Linked DNA regions of Mus musculus: region 2 is linked to region 1. Evidence: chromatin contacts called from public HiChIP or PLAC-seq data. All regions are on one chromosome and are shown on one strand. The core of a region is the stretch at or near the end of the contact, and the rest is flanking DNA. Distances in the headings are between cores, read along the strand shown. Region 1 has its middle 37 kb from the start of Vmn2r90. Region 2 has its middle 57 kb from the start of Vmn2r96.

Evidence for each region. HiChIP or PLAC-seq counts read pairs in DNA pulled down with a chosen protein or histone mark.
Region 2: an H3K27ac HiChIP or PLAC-seq map of embryonic stem cells shows a contact between it and region 1, with 6 times the contacts expected there. The contact joins two enhancer-like sites. A contact is called at or near these places in 2 of 115 datasets of contacts at active chromatin or transcription factors (both in embryonic stem cells) and 1 of 9 other capture datasets (embryonic stem cells).

Annotation. Positions count from the first base shown.
Region 1 is chr17:17,737,732-17,744,544 of GRCm38.p6, forward strand. No RefSeq gene overlaps it. Among named protein-coding and RNA genes, the nearest start is that of Vmn2r90, 37 kb to the left of the region's middle. Within about 2 kb of position 2,395, at least 5 of the 459 cell types and tissues checked have an H3K27ac peak or open chromatin away from gene starts, as enhancers often do. A contact at or near this core is called in embryonic stem cells, where this site is marked.
Region 2 is chr17:18,521,241-18,528,053 of GRCm38.p6, forward strand. No RefSeq gene overlaps it. Among named protein-coding and RNA genes, the nearest start is that of Vmn2r96, 57 kb to the right of the region's middle. Within about 2 kb of position 2,396, at least 6 of the 459 cell types and tissues checked have an H3K27ac peak or open chromatin away from gene starts, as enhancers often do. A contact at or near this core is called in embryonic stem cells, where this site is marked.

The sequences.
Region 1 (6,813 bases), core at 1,145-3,644:
AGTGGGAGTGGGTGGGTTGGGGAGCAGGGTGGGGGAGGGTATAGGGGACTTTTGGGATAACATCTGAATGTAAATGAAGAAAATATCTAATAAAAAGTGGAAAAAGAGGGCTGGAGAGATGGCTCAGTGGGTAAGAGCACCCGACTGCTCTTCCTAAGGTCCGAAGTTCAAATCCCAGCAACCACATGGTGGCTCACAACCACCTGTAATGAGATCTGATGCCCTCTTCTGGTGTGTCTGAAGACAGCTACAATGTACTTACATTAAATAAATAAATAAATCTTTTAAAAAAAGTGGAAAAAGAAAGAGTAGGAGACTTCAACATCCTACTGTCACCAATGGAAAGAAATACAAAAGTCCTCAACATTTTTTCTACTTTTACCTTCTTTACCTGTATTTCTTGCTGCTACCCTCTATAATACACCTCTAAACCTTATACCACATTGTATTTGTTTTACTTTCTTGTTTCATGCTTATTTTATGTTTGAATCTCAGATCTGAATACTCATAGATAAATGCCTCAACTGAGAAAAAATATGCAGCATTTGTCTTTCCATGTCTCAGTCAGTATACTTTCTAGTTCTATTTCCCTTTGATCCTTAAGATTATATTTCCAATTACAACTCAATGTTCCATATTGCATATGTACCAATTTTTATCATCCATTTGCCATTTGAAGTATATGTATACTGTTGCTCGTTTCAAGATATTATAATTAGAGTAACAATAAATGTGGGTGAGCAGGTATAAGAAGAATATGATAGGAATTGGAGTCATCTGGGCATATGTTAACATGTGGTAATGGTGGTCATATGAAAGATTTTTAAAAGAGTTCTCTACCCTTGCAAAGATGTGCATGCTGAAAGGAGCCTGGTATGGCTGTCTCCTGGGGGGCCCTGCCAGAGCCTTACAAATACAGATGCAAATGTTCACAGTCAATCATTAGACTGAGCGCATAGTCCCCAATAGAGGAGTTAGAGAAAGGACTAAAGGGGTTGAGGGGGGTTGCAACCCCATAGTAAGAACAACAATATCAACCAATCAGACCCCCCAGAGCTTCCAGGGACTAAGCCATCAACAAAGGAGTACATATGGCTCCAGCTCCATATGTAGCAGAAGATGACCTTGCCATGCATCAATGGGAGGAGATGTCCTTGGTCTTATGAAGGCTTGATAGATGCCCCAGAGTAGAGGAATCAAGGTCAGGGAGGTGGGAGTGGGTGGGTAGAGACACACCCTCATAGAAGCACAGGGAGGGAGGATGGGATAAGGGGTTTCCAGGAGGTGAGGAAAGAGAGAAAGGGGATAACATTTGAAATGTAAATAAAGAAAGTGTCCAATAAAAAATAAAATGTATATATTTTTAAAAGAAATAAAAATAAAAAATTATGTTTCTATCTTTCATATATAACTTAAAAAAATAGTTCTCCACCTTAATTTCCATAGTGGTTGGAACAGTTTACAGTACCATGAACAGTAAATACAGGTTCCCTTTTTTTCCACTTCTGCTTTGGTGTTGCGAGCCGGCCAGCAGCTCACATGTTCAGGCTCAAGACTGGGAGGCAACCTGGAGCTGAAAGAAAAGAGGGAACCTAGGAGGGTTGAGGAATAATGGAACCAAGACATGCTAGTCTGTTCAAGGTTCAAATGTTTAATGGCGACTGCGCTTATAAAAGGCCATTCCCGCCAATTCATCCTTGGAGCCTGGAACCAGCTGCAGGTGATGACTTGCAGGATAGGGCGTAGTCTCCAGAATAGCTCCGGGACCTCTCAGCAGGTAGCAGTATCTTGAAGAAGAACAGCTATAGTAGCTGAACAATAGAGTAATCTAGGGAAGAAGGCGCCACCCTAGGTAATCTCCTTAGTGGCAGCAAAGTCAAGGTACGGCTCAGCCTGCTTCAGGCTTGTTGGAGGTTACATCTCCTCCCTGTTGTTAATATTAAAAAAAAAGACTGGACTGAGGCATAAAATGTATTTATGTTCCATAGTCCCACCCAGGAGTTATGGTGGCTGGCGGCTCTGCCTGTCTTAGGAAATCTTAGATCTTCCTGAATCATCCTTATCCGTCATAGGAACGTACATGCAGCTTGTTTGTGTTTATTTTACACAAAACATGGCTCTGTGGTGTATTATTAACAGCCAGGCCTCTTGGCATGTACCCCTATCTTAGATTGGTATGACTCCGAGATCTGGGTGCCCGTCATTGACTGTCAGGCCCTCATTAGCACACCTTACTCCCAATTCAGACCAAAGCCACGATATGTACTTAGAATGCTTCTTCATGAAGATTAACAACTGCCACCTGCGTTGTTGGAGGCAAGGCTGTACACCTGCTGCAGTCAGGCTGAAGGGCATTGACTGACCGGCTTGAAAAACAAGGTCGAGACAGTGAAAGGCACAGTACAAAAGTTTCTTTTGGGGAAGTCAAGGTACTCCATTCAATTGCAAATTAGCAATGATCAGGCTTAGACTTAGAGCTTCCAGTGTGGGGGAGGTGACATTGAGAATTGCAGAAAGGCTACAGCTTCCCTGGGAGTGGAGGCTGTGCTCCAATTTAACTTTTCGGCTAAAGAGGATTTCTAGCCATAATGAAGGTTGGAGTCATACTTACTAGAAGATTCAGGGTCTGTGTCCAGTTGACGAACTAATCTCTCAGGCAGCCATCACGCTCCATCTTCTTTTTGTGAAAAAAAGACAGACCAAGCCCCTTTCCCAGATTAGGACCGGGTATGGACCCTTCCATTCGTTAGTTAATGGGTCCCGCCACTTTACCATGGCATAAGAACTAGAAGTAACTGGATGCCAGTGGCAATCCGCTGCAGACTGACATTTAACATCAGTTTGCAAAAAGTTTAGAACAAATAAAGCAAAAGCAAGATGTGCCTTTGGTGACATTGGGAGATTTAACTGCCCTTGTTTTGTTTTTAAAAGCCAATTATTTAAAGTGCGATGAGCACGTTCAACTATTCCTTGTCCCATGGGGTTATAAGGAATTCCAGTTTTATGTTTGATGCCAAATTCTTTACAAAATGAAGCAAAATTTTTTGCTAGAATAGGATGGCCCATTATCTGTCTTAATAAGTTTAGGCAATTCCATGGCATTAAAGGCTTGTAGGCAATGATCAATTACATTTTTGGAGGCTTCTCCAGTATGCAGAGAAGCAAAAATAAATCCTGAACAAGTATCAATAAAAACATGTATATATTTTAATTTTCCAAATTCTGTATAATGAGTTATATCCATTTACCAGATATGATTAGGCATAAGACCTTGTGGATTAACCCCTAAATGTGGCACTGGACACAATGTAATACATTTAGGGCATTGTTTTACAATCATTCTTGCCTGCTCCTTAGTAATTTTATGTCGGAGCCTTAAGGTACGGCTAGAGAGATGAAATTTTTCATGATCACGCTTGGCCAAAGCAACAGGATCTGAAATTAAGGCTTCTCCTATTAGAGCTCTGTCGATGCAATCATTACCTTCAGCTAAAGGTCCAGGAAGACCAGAATGAGACCGTATGTGGCCAATATAGAATGGGTGTTTTGGGGCAAGAATGATGTTTTGTAGTTGTGAAAACAGGGATCCTGCTGGTGTATTAAAGTTAAACGTACCACAGGACTCCAATAAGAGTAATGATTGTGCAACATATAAACTATCAGTAAAAATATTAAAAGCCTCATGCACAGACTGAAAGACATTCAGTACTGCTGTTAATTCTGCTAATTGAGCTGAGAGGCCAGGAGTCTTTATGATTACCTGTGGATTATTTATAAGAAATCCAGCTTGCCCTTTAGAGAAGCCATCAGTAAACACCAGAACAGAATTGTGTAAGGGTTGTAAAGAGGTCATATTAGGAAATATCACCTCATGTACATTAAAAAATTTTATCAACCTATCTTGAGGGTAGTGGCTGTGTATAGTTCCTTTAAACCCTATTTGAGCAAGCAACCAATCTCTACTGTACTGCTTCAGCCAAGTGTCATGACTCACACTGTAAGGCTGAACAATAATATCTGGCTCTTTGCCAAAATAAGTTAGTGCCTGCTTCCTTCCAATGATAATAATCTGGGCTACTGCTTCATAATATGGCAAGATATTACATTTAGGAGAAATCCTTAAATGTATCCACATTAGAGGTGACTTTTGCCATAACAATCCTGTAGGCACATGAATCATATTAAAAATTAGCAGATGTAAAGGCAAAGAGTAATATATATATAAGTGACAAATTGCTCTTCAATAGCTTTTTCCACTTGTTGTAAGGCCAACAATCCTGCTGAGATTAGAGATCTAGGGGAGGTAGGATCAGAACTCCCTTTAAGAATATCAAATAAAGGTTTCAACACCCCTGTAGTAAGCTTTAAATAGGGGCAAAGCCAATTAATATCACCTAACAATTTTTGAAAATCATTCAAAGTCCTTAAGTTGTCTCTGCGAATAACTATCTTCTGGGGAAAAAACAGCTTTATTAGTAAATGTAAAGCCCAAATAATTATAAGGATCCTGAGTTTGTATCTTTTCAGGAGCTATCTGTAATCCTTTTTCAGCTAAAGCTTTTTGTAAACCTTTATAACACAAAAGCAAAGCCTGGGGGTCTTTTCCAGGCAACCCAGGACAATTTCTTAACTGTCCAAAAACAGTCTTCTTAAAGGAACAGTATTTTTTCTTATGAGTGGCATAAGCAATTGCAAGCTTGAGAATTAATAGCATTTGAGGGATGAAAAATTTTAAACAATTGTAAGCTCTGATATATATATATATATATAAAAACATACAAATTAAGCTTGATTATTCAACATTTTTAAAACACCATCTACAGCACACAATTTAATTATCTGTGTTGAAACAAGGGGAAGCTCAAAAGAATAAGTGTGTGATCGAATTCACATATACTTTTTTCCCATAAGAGGGCTGTTTTTTCTTTTTCTTTTTCTTTTTCTTTTTCTTTTTCTTTTTCTTTTTCTTTTCTTTTCTTTTCTTTTCTTTTCTTTTTTATTGGGTATTTATTTCATTTACATTTCCAATGCTATCCCAAAAGTCCCCCACACGCTCCTTTACGCACTCCCCCACCCACCCACTCCCACTTCTTGGCCCTGTCATTCCCCTGTACTGAGGCATATAAAGTTTTCACGACTAATGGGACTCTCTTTCCACTGATGGCCGACTAGGCCATTTTCTGATTCATATGCAGCTAGAGACATGATCTCCAGGGGCGTACTGATTAGTTCATATTGTTGTTCCACCTATAGTATTGCAGATCCCTTTAGCTCCTTGGGTACTTTCTCTAGCTCCTCCATTGGGGGACCTGTGATCCATCCAATAGCTGACTGTGAGCATCCACTTCTGTGTTTGCTAGGCCCCAGCATAGTCTCACAAGAGACAGCTCTATCTGGGTCCTTTCAGCAAAATCTTGCTAGTGTACACAATGGTGTCAGCGTTTGGAAACTAATTATGGGATCCCCGGATATGGCAGTCTCTAGATGGTCCATCCTTTCATCACAGCTCCAAACTTTGTCTCTGTAACTCCTTCCATGGGTGTTTTGTTCGCAATTCTAAGGGAAAAAGTGTCCACACTTTGGTCTTCGTTCTTCTTGAGTTTCATGCGTTTAGCAAATTGTATCTTATATCTTGGGTATTCTAAGTTTCTGGGCTAATATCCACTTATCAGTGAGTACATATTGTGTGAGTTCCTTTGTGATTGGGTTACCTCACTCAGGATGATGCCCTCCCGGTCCATCCATTGGCCTAGGAATTTCATAAATTCATTCTTTTTAATACCTGAGTAGTACTCCATTGTGTAAATGTACCACATTTCCTGTATCCATTAAGAGGGCTGTTTTTAAACACAGTAAATGGGATGCACGCATGCATGAATTTATAGAAGATACAGAAGCATGCATAAAAACAAAATTTTAACTTATCGTTGGGATGATTGTCAATTTTATTTAAAATGATTGTATGCAGTAGATCAATTATTAATATTCTGTAATAACCAATTTAATTGCTGTTTGGAACAATGAACAGACACTTTGTCAGGTTTTTTTTTAATTAGGTACTTATTTCATTTACATTTCCAATGCTATCCCAAAAGTCCCCCACATGCCCCCCACCCACTCCCCCACCTTCCCACTCCCACTTCTTGGACTGGCGTTCCCCTGTACTGAGGCATATAAAGTTTGCACGACCAATGGGCCTTTCTTTCCACTGGTGGCTGACTAGGCCATCCTCTGATATATATGCAGCTAGAGACACGAACTTCAGGGAGTACTGGTTAGTTCATATTGTTGTTCCACCTATAGTATTGCAGATCCCTTTAGCTCCTTGGTTACTTTCTCTAGCTCCTCCATTGGGGGACCTGTGATCCATCCAATAGCTGACTGTGAGCATCCACTTCTGTGTTTGCCAGGCCCCAGCATAGCCTCACAAGAGACAGCTCTATTTGGGTCCTTTCAGCAAAATCTTGGTAGTGTATGCAATGGTGTCAGCGTTTGGAAGCTGATTATGGGATGGATCCCCTGATATGGCAGTCTCTAGATGGTCCATTCTTTAGTCTCAGCTCCAAACTTTGTCTCTGTAACTCCTACCATGAGTGTTTTGTTCCCAATTCTAAGAAAGGGCAAAGTGTACACAGTTTGTTTTTCATTCTTGAGTTTCATGTTTTTTGCAAATTGTATCTTATATCTTGGGTATTCTAAGTTTCTGTGCTAATATCCACTTATCAGTGAGTAAATATTGTGTGAGTTCTTTTGTGATTGGGTTACCTCACTCAGGATCATGCCCTCCAGCTCCAATCCATTTCCCTAGGTATT
Region 2 (6,813 bases), core at 1,146-3,645, 780 kb after region 1:
AATTAACTGGCCAAGAACAAAAGGCTTTGCAGAAAATAAAAAAAGCTTTTATAATTGTTATCAATTATAATCAATGGTAATTAAATATTACCTGCCTATTTTAGTTATGGTTACTAAATGTGCCCAAAGCAATTTTTTTGGCAAGAGAAAACGTTATTGTAAAGTAATTTTTCTTCTCTTCCTGACCGACTATTGGCCTACTTGGAGCCAGCCAGCTGCTGTCTGCTGCGGGGCTGGGCGGGGCCATGGGATACACAGCTTTCCATGAGCAGTGGTGGCTCGGGAGGCCACCAGAAGGTGGGCACCCTTGTAACGAACTCTAGGGAGGGTGTGAAGCACCGGTTGCTCATGCCATTGCCCCCATGAACATCTGCCTGTCCCCACCGGGGGTGGCCGTATTTTTCCTGCTAGGACTCGGGGTGCTCTGCTGCCCTTGATCGGGATTCCTGGCCTACAACAGATTCAGCCACTTCAGCCTCTATGGCCTGGGAGGAGGGCTGGAGGCAGGCAAGGCCTTGGTGGCATTCACCTCAAAACACAGTTTTAACATCCTATTAAGGCTGCTGTGGTGCTAAGAAAGACTTGTAAGATAAATTCGTATATTTTAGAAAATCTATAACAAAAATTGTGTCTTAAGAACCTAAGTGTCTGTTTCTTGATCAAAACAGCAATTAATTTTTATTACAGAACATTAATATTTAATCTATTACCTACCATCATCTTAAATAAAATTGACAATTATTATCCCAAAGATAAGTTAAAAATTGTTTTTATGCATGCTTTTGTATCTTCTATAAATTCATGCATGCATGCATCCCATTTACTGTGTTTAAAAATAACCTTTTTATGGGAAAAAAGTATATATGAATTGGATCATATGCTTATTCTTTTGAGTTTCCTCCTGCTTCAGCACAGATAATTATATTGTGTGCTGTAGATGGTGTTTTAAAATGTTGAATAATCAAACTTTAATTTGTATATTTATCAATATATATCTCAGAGATTACAATTGCTTAAAATTGTTCATCCCTCAGATGCTATTAATTCTCAAGATTGCAATTGCTTATGCTATTCATAAGAAAAAATGCTGTTCTTTTAAGAAGACAGCTTTTGGACATTTAATAAATTTTTCTGGATTGCCTGGACAAGACCTCTTAAGGCAATGCCATGCTGGATTTATATCTCAGGCAGACTAAGGCCTCACATAAGGAGGGTTGGCTAAATAATCTCGTTCTTTATATATTCAAAACAGTAATGGTTTAAGATGACATTTTGGTATTGTTGTAGAATGTGCATGTCAAATTGTAAAAAATTTGCTTTTGGTGTCCTCAGTTCCTACCTATTTCCACATAATGGTGTTAATTCTTGAGGACCTATACTTAATCAATTGTGGCAAATGAATGCTATTATTTCTGATTAATAAATAAATTATGTACATGTGACTATTAATACCTGTTCAAGCTTTCTAGTTACAACTGCTCTTCAAAAGAAACAATTGAAAGTGTAATTAGTCACTGCCCTTGTTATATTAAAACTGACTATAACAGTGATTTATATGAGATGTTTTTTCAACAATTTAATAATTCTCAAAGACAGGGTGTTGTGGAACTTTAAAAAACTCTTCTTCTTAAAAGAACAAAAAAAGGGGGATTATTTAAATCACACTTTTATTTTAAGAATTTTGAAATTTGGATGTAAAAGAACTTAATAAATGCCTCATAATATCTTAAAACCAGACACAATCATGTCTAGGTTAGAGGAAAATGATCTATTTATTGGCATATGGCTTGATCCTGAACAGCTACCTTATTGGGAAAGGGAAAAGCATAGGTTCTCTTCACAGAACACTGCAGAAGCATGACGGCTAATTCATATAACAAGCTGACAGTTGAATTAGCTGAGTGCCCTGACTGTAGTGACAAGAAAGCTGAATTAGGTATATGTTTTTGACCCACCTTTGCGTGTCATTTTCCCAGTTTGAACAAGCTATGCTGCCATGCTTCAAGCTTTTTAAACCTTATGGGACATAGAACATTTGAGACCTTGTAATATGACTTAGAAAGATTAGTCACAAGAAAGAGTTATAGTGATTCTTCTCCTTCCCTCATTGTGACCAGTTATTCTAACTCAATCTTGTACTGGTCTAGTAATAATTCCAGTATTAGAGATTCCTATGGAAGACAGCTAAAATCTTAATTACCTAGCAAAGCTAATTTGGAACACAGCCTTCACTCCCAGAGAAGATGCAGCCTTTCTGCAATTCTCAAAGCCACCACCCCCACACCTGGAGGTCTAAGCTTGATCTTTGCTAATTTGCAATTGAATGGAGTAAGTGGACTTCTCCAAAGAAGCTTTTGTAGTGTTGTTTTTCACTGTCTCCCATTGTTTTTCAAGCAGGTTGGTCAATGCCTTTCTGCCTGACTTCAGCAGGTGTGCAGCCTCCCCTCTAACAGCCCAGGTAGCAGTCATTAATCTGTATGAAGAAGCACTTTAAGTACATACTGGGGCTTTGGTTTGAATTGGGAATAAGGTGTGCTATGAGGGCTAGACAGTCAAAGATGGGCACCCAGATCTTGGAACCATAACAGTCTAAGACAGAGGTACATGCCAAGAGGCCGTGGCTGTTAATAACACACCAAAGAGCCATGAATTGTGTGAAATAAACACAAACAAGCTGCACGTAGCTTCAATGACAGAATTTGGATGGTTCGGGAAGATCTAAGATTTCCTAAGTCAGGTGTGGCCGCCAGCCACCAAAACTCCCAAGCAGGACTATAGAGCATAAATAAATGCTGTGCCTTAGTTGAGCTTTTTTTTTTTTTTTTAATATTATAAACAGGAGGAAATTGCAATCCCTGTCCCAGCCTGAAACAGGCTGATCCAGACCTTGATCTTGCAGCCATTAAGGACATTACCTAGGGTGGAGCCTTTCTGCCTAGATGACTCGATTGTCCAGCCACTGCAGCTGTTCTCTTTCATGAAACTGCTACCTGCTGAGAGGCCCCTCAGCTATTCCAGAGACTACACCCTATCCTGCATGTCCTTACCTGCAGCTGGTTCCAGGCTCCAAGAATGGATTAGCAGGGGATGGGCTCCCCCCCCCCCCTATAAGCACAGTTTTCTATTAAATATTTGAGCTTTGATCAGAAACCTTGACTTAGCTCCATTTTTCTCTCAACCACCTAGTTTCCCACTCTTTTCAACCTGGCTTGCCTCCCAGGTGAAACCGGGTTCATTTGAGCCACGGAATGGCTTCCAACATACAACCTCAAGGTATCATCCCAAATATTGACCATATTATTGGTCACAAAACAAGATTCAACAGATACAAGAAGATTGAAATAATTCCATGCATCCTATCAAATCACCATCTTAAAATTTTCAATACAGAAATTTTCCTGTTCAAAGGAAAGAAAGAGACAATACATGGAACAGAATCTGAAGAAAATGTGACCCAGAGACTGACCCATCTGGAACCCAGCCCTTCTGCAGACACCAAAGCAAGACACTATTTCTAATCCCATAGAGTACTCGCTCCCAGGAGCCTATTATGACTGTTTACTGAGAAGTTCTACAAGATCTTGACAAATACAGATGAACACATTCACAGCCAACCACCAGACTGAGTCTGCAGACCCCATTGAAACAGCTAGGGAAAGGACTGAAAGAGTTAAAGGGGATTACAACATCATAGAAAGAACTATATTAACTTATTGGACCACCCAGATCTCATCAAAGAGTATACATGGAGGGATCCATGGCTCCAGATTCATGTGCAGCAGAGGATGGACTTACCTTACATTTACATGAAAGGAAGCCCATTGTCCTGTGAGGTTTGATGCCTCAGAATAGGGGGATGATAGAGAAGTGAGGCAGGGGTAGGTGAGTGGGCAGAGGTACAGCTTCATATAGGCAAAGAATAGGGGAAAAGGGGGACATAGAGTGAGGGTGGTGCAAGAGAAATAAATGGGAACTGGGATATGAACTAACCAGTACCCCCAGAGCTCATGTCTCTTGCTACATATGTAGCAGAAGATGGCCTAGTCAGCCATCATTGGGAAGAGAGTCTCCTTGCTCTTGCAAACTTCGTATGCCCCAGTACAGGGGAAGGCCAGGGCCAAGATGTCCAAGTGGGTGGGTAGGGGAGTTGGGTGGGGGCAGGTTATAGGGAACTTTCAGTTATGGTTTGAAATGTAAATAAAGAAAATATCTAATAAAAACATTAAAAACCAAAAGATATGTCTTGATCTTGGTGTCTGTTCACAACAATAAAACCCAAAGTAAGGCAGACCTTGTTAGCATTGACTGGGGTATTGTTTTGATAGTTCTGGCCATGACTTTGTTTGGAAGAATGTGGATTTTGAGACTTTAGATGTGGCAAGTAGTGGAATGATTTAAGTGGGGATTAGTAGGTTATCCAAGCAAGAATATGAAAGACTTCCTTGCTGAGATTGATTTGAATATTTCAGGCCAGGACTGAGAGGGTTCAGTAGAGAAGAATTTAAGTATGTGAGCCAATGACTGTTTTTGAGGTATTTCATTGAAGAATTTGGCTGCTTTCTGCCCTTGTCTGAATAGTGTACTGAGACTAACGTAAAGATATATATATATATATATATATATATATATATATATATATATATATATTAATTGCATTGACAAAGAAATATAAAAAATGCCCAGCAATAACCTTGTTTGCTCATTAAGTGTCATGAAGAGTATGTTCAATAAGCAGAGCACCTTAGAAAGAAAATATATAAAATGTATGGTTCAAGTATGAAAAGAGTACCAGGAAGCAAAATGGACCTGAATCTTGTGTTCAAGATTATTAAATTGAAGTAATTGAGTGTTGACCTTGGGGCAAAATCTCATACAGGTAAATTTAGAACCAGGCATGGTAGTATAAGCCCTTAATACTTGGAGAATAAGGAATGCAGAACTGCCTACATGTTTTAGGTCCAAATGAGTGTTACACATCTTTAAAAGCAGCCCCAATAAGACAGGCATGAGTTCAAATTCAGTCTACAGAGCAAGTTCCAAAACAGTAAATTTTACAAAGTAAAGGAGTTGGAAAACAGAAACCATATGGTAATATGAAATAAAAAGGGGGCCATGTTCCAGGACTAGCAGGCAGACCCAATACAAAGAGTTGAGGTTTGGCAATATGAAGTAAGCCTATAGACGGCTATTGATTAAGCCTAGTTACAGCAGAAGGCCCCAGAGTATTGTAGATGCCAATAACATTGGATGATCTCCAAGAAAGCAGGAGAGCAGGAGTAGATCAATCTAAGCTTATGCACTACAGAGGGTAGAGTTGGAGATATGATGCTAACCCTTTAATGGAGCCCAGAAGATCGTGTGTGGAAATCAAACATTGAAAGAAAACCTTGGAACTTCATAGTTGCATTGGGGACTCCAAGATGTTAGGGATGCCATAAAAATGGGCTATCTGCTAAAGAAAGCTGCTAACAGGTTGTGGACCTATCTTAGAAGAAAGAAGTTAGCTGCACTCAACAAAGATGAAAAAGGAGTTGGAGACATGAAGACTATTTTAACACCAGAGATAGAGAAGCACAGTTTGGAGTTCACCCAGCCTGTTTCCTGTCTTGATTTGGATATTACAGTGAATGAATGAATTTCAGAAGAGACTTTAAACTTTGCTCTTTTAACATTGTTGAGACTGCTTTAGACTATGGTGTCTTTTGAAGGTAGACTACATTATGCTGTGTTTAGATATGACCACCATAGATCCATATGTTTGAATAAGCCCATAGGCACCAGGAAGTAAAACGTGATGGTTAGAATATGTTTGTTCCAAAGAGTGAAATCATTAGGTGGTATGTATTTTTTGGACTAGTTGGGTCACTGTAGGTGTGTGCTTCATTTTTTTTTTCTTTGTGTTGGATATTATTTTTATTTACATTTCAAATGTTATTCCATTTTATCTTCTTTTTCTGTTCCCCTTCCTCCTGGACACCACCTATTCCATTCTCCCTCCCCCTGCTTCTATGAAGGTATATGCAAATGGAGCCATGTGTGCTCCTTGGTTGATGGCTTAGTCCCTCCAAGCTCTTGGGGGTGGGGGGTTGGTTGATATTGTTGTTCTTCCTATGGGGTTGCAAACCCCTCAACTCCGTCAGTTCTTTTTCTAGTTCCTCTAATCTGGAACTGGTCAAATGGTTGGCTATGAGCATCCACCTATGTATTTATAAGCCTCTGCCTGGGACTCTCTGAAGAGAACTATTTCAGGCTCCTTGCAGCATGTACTTCTTGACATACACAGTAGTTTCTGTGTTTAGTAAGTGTATATGGGATGAATACACAGGTGGGACAGTCTCTCCATGCCCTTCCATTCAGTTTCTTCTCCACAAATTTTCTCCATATTTTGTTTGTGAGTATTTTGTTCCCCTTCTAAGCAGGATTGAAGGGCCCACACTTTGGTCTTCCTTCTTCTTGAGCTTAATGTGGTCTGTGAATTATACCTTGGATACTTGAGCATTTGGGCTAATATCAACTTATCAGTGAGTGCATACCATTTGTGGTTGGGTTCCCTCACTCAGGATGATATTTTCTCATTCCATCAATTTGCCTAAGATTTTCATTAATATTTCATTTATAATAGCTATGTGTTACCTCCTTCCAACGTAGCAAGTCTGGCTGTGACCATCAGCCACTTAGGTGGAGCCACCTGCCTGAGGCTGAGTCGGCTTGCCAAGAATTTCTGGAGTTAGCACTGGACTGTGATCTTTGCTAGTCTCTACTAAAAGACTGATCTGACAACTTCAAAGGAACGTTGGGTGACTGGGAATGGGC